2 separate regions of the Podarcis muralis genome follow, and region 2 is linked to region 1. Evidence: chromatin contacts called from public Hi-C data. All regions are on one chromosome and are shown on one strand. The core of a region is the stretch at or near the end of the contact, and the rest is flanking DNA. Distances in the headings are between cores, read along the strand shown. Region 1 holds the start of FABP2 (fatty acid binding protein 2). Region 2 holds the start of RPL7L1 (ribosomal protein L7 like 1).

Region 1 (3,004 bases), core at 458-2,957:
GCCCCGCAAGACGAATGCCTCGCAAGACGAAAAACTCGCTAGACGAAAGGGTTTTCCGTTTTTTGAGTCGTTCTGCAAGACGAATTTCCCTATGGGCTTGCTTCGCAAGACGAAACGTATTGCGAGTTCTTGCGAGTTTGTTTCCTTTTTCTTAAAGCCACTAAGCCGTTAATAGCTGCTAAGCCGCTAATAGCCGTGCTTCGCAAGACGAAAAAACCGCAAGACGAAGAGACTCGCGGAATGGATTAATTTCGTCTTGCGAGGCACCACTGTATGTGGCTGGCCTGTAGGAGGAGGGTGAATGTATGGCCTATAGGAGGAGGGTGAATGTATGGGCTGAAGAGGGCTGGGGTTGATGAGATTTAATCCTGTGAACCACCCTGAGACCTGTGGATATGGGGCGGTTTTTAAATTTAATTTTTTTATAAAATGGATTCCAACAGCAGCTTGAGGGCTGCAAATGCTTTGTAGTGGGCATATGGCATATTCCACTGAGTGCTCAAGGAGATGTTAAGTCTTAGAAAAGTATGAGAGCAGGAAATCATTGCCTTGAGTTTTGCAAGCACAATTAAGAGGAAAGGTAAATTTCTAAGATAAGAGCTAGTGTGTGTGTGTGAAACCAAGAGCTTGAAAACCTGAGTTGAAAAATCTCCTTAGCCGTGAAGCTCAGAGGGTGACTGGCTGCATACATACTACATATTTAAAGCACATAGGAAGCACATTCTTCCCCACCAGTGTATATATACACATATATATAGGCACTGTAGTTTGTTAAGGGATACAGTGGTACCTCGGGTTACATACGCTTCAAGTTACAGACTCCGCTAACCCAGAAATAGTGCTTCAGGTTAAGAACTTTGCTTCAGGATGAGAACAGAAATCATGCTCCGGTGGCGTGACGGCAGCAGGAGGCCCCATTAGCTAAAGTGGTGCTTCAGGTTAAGAACAGTTTCAGGTTAAGTATGGACCTCCGGAATGAATTAAGTACTTAACCCGAGGTACCACTGTACTGGGAATTGTGACTGTGAGGGGTAAAACTACATTGCCCAGAATTCTCTGAAGGAAAGAATGTTTCAAACGTGCTATCAGCCATCCCACCTCACAGGGATGCTTGTGAAGATAAAACAGTGGTGGCAAGGACATAAATTACGCACACCACGCTGAGTTGCTTCAAGAAAAGCGCAGGATAAAAATAAAGACCAGTGAATTCTTTATTGCAACGTGCCAGCAGTGCTAAATATATTTTTTCCCTCTGCAGGCGGGGGAAAAACCTAGCAAAACATTTCAACATCACTACATCTCCCGTGTTGGACGAATAGGAGGAGGAGGAGGAGAGGCAACCCTAATGGTTGTGCAAGATTCATTTACTGGCAAGGTATTTTTTTTTCAGGAAGCTCTCTCTAAAGGATAGAAGAGGATAGAAGAGCTGAGATTTAGTAGGTAGCAGACAGTGCAGCAGAACATCAGTGGCTAAGGAGACCATGAAAAGAAGGGCAGCATCTCCACCAAGCTTTCAAATAGCAGTGATAACAAACATTGTCATAGGAGGCAAAGGGGATCCAGATCTTACCCATCGCCTCCATGAACTTCTCATAGTTTTCACTCTTCTCCACCTTCCAGGTGCCATCAAATGCCATCCTTATCTGCTGTAAGAGGGGAGCTTAACACAGAGGTGATTTCTGCTCAACCTGGGGTATTCCTTAGTTCCCTGGGGGGGATATATGCCTTCACTTATCTCGAAAGCAATTCACACACTGGTGTGGCTGACTAAAGTGCAATTTAGTCACATGGCCCTATAAGATTTAGCTTCTAAAACTGATTATTTACCCTGTTGCAAAGGGTGCCTGTGAAAACCCAGCTGAAGTGAGTAAGTGTTCCCAAGTCCACAGTTCTTTGAGGTACAGCTATGAATAACATATTAAACTGCGACTGTTGATTTAGAGAGAGAGAGAAAACACAGAGAGAAAAGGAATCAGGGTGGGGGTTTAGTTTAATTGAAAGCCCTTATTTGAACTAGCAAACTTTTATCAATCCTCTTTGCGGTGTCTTACTGCTGAGAGAAATTAAATATTGACCCAAGAAGAGAGAGCACAAAGCTTCTTCATACTGCCTTGCTGTAACCAACCCCAGGTGGTGTTTGGAAGCTGTTCCACTTTGTATAATAAGGGCAGGAAAGACAAGTGCAGAGCATTCAATCTAGAGCCTGACCATTGTTGTTCGTTTTGCCTTAGGTGCTTTGCCAATTCAAATTCTGAGAATCTAAGTATAGGGCAGCTAATTGGTTTGAATTTGTCAGGTCAGCCAAGGCAAACAAGATCAGACTGTACTAAGTTACCTCTCCTGCTGAAGATGTCTGTGTCTGCATAGTGCCAAATAAAATAAAATAAAATAAAATAAAATAAAATAGCATTGACATGCCTGCTCAACACAGGACTGGTTTGAGAGCAACATCTTAGCATGTGTATTTTCTAAATCGGTGGTGAAGTATTTTAAACAGGGGTGAGAATCCTGTACTCTCAACTCTATATACAGCCCCACTAAACTCAGTGAAGCTTACACATGAGTAGCAAGTACAGTGGTGCCTCGGGTTACAGACGCTTCAGGTTACAGACTCCACTAACCCAGAAATAGTACCCCAGGTTAAGAACTTTGCTTCAGGATGAGAACAGAAATCATGCTCTGGCAGCGCAGCGGCAGCAGGAGGCCCCATTAGCTAACGTGGTACCTCAGGTTAAGAACAGTTTCAGGTTCAGAACGGACCTCCAGAATGAATTAAGTTCTTAACCCGAGGTACCACTGTATAGCACTCTAAGCCTAGTAAAAAGTCAACACTGACTTTCTGAGGAACAACGACTCTTACATCTCTGTGAACCTATCAGGAACTTGAAATGTGTGCTGCCAGCAATTCAAACATGCATGATAATAGCTCTTCAGCAACCTACCTTTGGCTTCAGTCAGTTCTAGACTACGTTTGAAGTCCCACACATACTTTCTCAACTCTTTC
Region 2 (3,061 bases), core at 502-3,001, 190 kb after region 1:
CACTATATTTGGATTAGTATCCCTATGAGAATGATGCATTGCTCCACCTGTCCCAGTTGGAAATGGGGTTTAGGGGATTCCACAGAAAAAACAGTCTCCTTGGCCACGATTTCCGACACTTAAGAGGGTCTACCAAGATCCTCCCTCTATTAATCTTGATACCTGAAAAACTGTGTATGTAAAGTGCTTTTTTAAAAAAGTGCTATCTGAACACTTGGGATCGTTCTATATAATTGGCAAACATTTTTCATTATAATAGTTATTAATTTCCCACCCTTCACCCTTAAGATCCCATTAAATGTAAAGGGACCCCCGACCATTAGGTCCAGTCGTGGCCGACTCTGGGGTTGCGGCGCTCATCTCGCTTTATTGGCCGAGGGAGCCAGCGTACAGCTTCCAGATCATGTGGCCAGCATGACTAAGTGGCTTTTGGCAAAGCAGAGCAGCGCACAGAAATGTTGTTTACCTTCCCGCTGGAGCAGTACCTATTTATCTACTTGCACTTTGACATGGTTTCAAACTGCTAGGTTGGCAGGAGCAGGGACCAAGAATCGGGAGCTCACCCCGTTGCGGGGATTCGAACCGCCGACCTTCTGATCGGCTAGTCCTAGGCTCTGTGGTTTAACCCACAGCGCCACCCGCATCCCTCTCAAGATCCCATCACACACACACACACACAAAACGACCGTCAATCAATAAACATAGCTATCAACCTTCCCTTTTTTGTGTGGGAAATTCCCTTATTCCAGCACCGTTTCCCACTGCTATCCAGGAGACTGTCCCCAGGACAGGTGAGGCTCCTGATCCCTTATTTTCGAGGCTGCTGATGCCTTATTTTCAAATCTGAAAGTTGACAGCTATGTCAATAAAAATAAATTGGGCCTCAAGTGTGAGAATAATCACCACTCCTGTTTTCTCCAATGAAATGAGATATTCCACTTCCAAGTCCAATAACTTGATTTCCTAGAATGCTGCCCTGGCAGGAGCCACTCCACAATTTTCAAATCACAATTTGGGCGCCACAGCATTGAACTCTTCTCTCCGACTCACCTCTCTCCCTCCCTGGGATGTTGCCTGGTGTATGACCATGAGGAGGACAGCTCCCCATTTTAATAACCCCAGTTGCCCGCAACTGGGAGAGTTGAGAATGGACATCCGTGGAAAAGGCTCTCGTTTTACAAGCCCCCTTCTCCGCTGCCGCAAAGACAGCAGCAAAACTCAGGAATTTTCTTTATTCTTATAATTCAGCTCTTCTTTCGTGTAAACAGTAGTGGGGAGCTTTTTTCGGGTGGGGGGGGTATTTTTTAACATGCATAAACGGAACATATCCATACTAGACTACATTACAAGGCTGTTGTAACCCATGTGTCATTCACCGCCCCTCGCCCCACTCTCACAAGGCATCAGCATGAACATTTAAAAAGGGGTTTAAAACTGAAGATCGTTTTTTCAACACGAAATGTGACACGAAGGGGAGGGAGCTGCATTTTCCACTGGTTTTTTTCTTCTTCTGAGCGCTGCTGCTTTATGACAGCTACCCTAAAACCCTGGAATTCTCCGCGTATTTCCTTTTATGGGCAGCTCTCACTGCTCTCCCCAGGATGGAACCTATTTTTAAAAATGAACCCGGAAGTTCGCACAATGAGATGGGTTACTGAATTTTCTTAGCTCTATAACGGTAGGGTTACCGTATATCTCTTGAGGACGAGAACCATAGAGATAGACGCTAGAGCGGATTAAACCATGCCATTTAAGGGCAGCGCCTCGACGCGCCTGTGCGTGAGATGCGAAACGCTTCCTTCCGGAAGGGGTACGCATGCGTAGTGGATCGAAACGGGACACAGGTGGCGAGGAAACATGGCGGAGCCTGAGTGAGTTTTCGAGGGGGAAGAAGTAGACCGGGGGAGAATCCGTGTCCATCCTCGGGGAGGGCTTGGGCTTCTGCTTTGTTTGTTGGATGGAGGCATAGTCAGAGGCCTGCAAGAACAATAGATACGGGTCACAGTGTTTTGTACTGGATCGGTGGAGGGAGATCGTACGATATGGAAAACGACTGCTTCTAGGATTCTGTGTGTATGTTTACTAGAACGAATTAAGTCCTTGCATAGGACCCATTTGTGCAATGCATTGTGTATATGAATGTGTGAAAATCGCTTTCCATTAGATCTGTTTTTGTGTTCTGTCTGACCCGTTCAAACTCTTGTGTTTTAGACCACCAAAGAAGATTCCCCGGGTGCCAGAAAATCTACTGAAAAAAAGAAAGGCATATCAAGCAATCAAAGCCACCCAAGCAAAGCAGGCGCTGTTGGACAAAAGAAAGGTAGGGGAGGCATATTGTAGGTCAGGACATTGTACGCTCACCTGATCAGCTCAGGCAGGAATTCCCTTGATCAGGCCAGCTGTAATAAATGTTAGAGAAATGATGCATGTAATGTAAAATCAGGTTTCAGTTAAAATCCTTGGGAAAAGAGAAGTGGTAGAAATCAAGGGTGTATATCTTTTTGCTTTAGAAGGATGTAGTCTTGCTTGGATTTGTAGGAAACATTATCACCCTTTTCACCTCTCCAGTATTGTAAAAATAGGTACTCCCTCACAACGTATTCTTAGAATGGCTTTTTCTGTCCATCCTTTATCAAACCTTTTTCTTGAAGTTCCTCTGTATGACTGTAACCAAGACTTGCTTGAACCATTTGGTGACTGAATCAAACAAGGATGCTCTCTTTGATATAAAGTTCCAAATTCTATCACATCCCATCTACTTTTCCATGGTAACCCGCCTGCCCCAATTGTAGTTTAAGCTCCTTAAACTGAAATCCAGCCCTTTTTCTAAAAGGAAAAAGAAGTAACCACATAAGTATTTCAGTTCAGAGAGCAGAAATAAGGTTAGGTTAAATTAAGATAATCTGTTTCTGTACTGTTCCCAACAAACTTTGTGGTTAAACATTGCCCTGTAACTTATTGTATTGATACGTATTTAAAATGCTCAGTTTTTCAATAAATTATTTGACCTTTACATTATCAGTCACTCAGGTGTGCTTGCTCCCATATTCTTATGCTGTCA

Evidence for each region. A called contact is a pair of places that touch in the nucleus more often than the background predicts.
Region 2: a contact with region 1 is called in a Hi-C map of blood, with 9 times the contacts expected there. The contact joins the promoter of RPL7L1 here to the promoter of FABP2 in region 1. A contact is called at or near these places in 2 of 3 Hi-C or Micro-C datasets (blood and tail).

What each region holds. Positions count from the first base shown.
Region 1 is chr9:28,479,017-28,482,020 of rPodMur119.hap1.1, forward strand. It overlaps FABP2 (fatty acid binding protein 2), which reads right to left and starts at 1,708. Exons shown (of 4, transcript XM_077933989.1): 1 at 1,571-1,708. The coding sequence starts at 1,637. LOC144328858 (a long non-coding RNA gene) reads left to right here. Exons shown (of 7, transcript XR_013394163.1): 2 at 1,259-1,375.
Region 2 is chr9:28,668,531-28,671,591 of rPodMur119.hap1.1, forward strand. RPL7L1 (ribosomal protein L7 like 1) reads left to right here and starts at 1,752. Exons shown (of 7, transcript XM_028743286.2): 1 at 1,752-1,871; 2 at 2,212-2,320. The coding sequence starts at 1,858.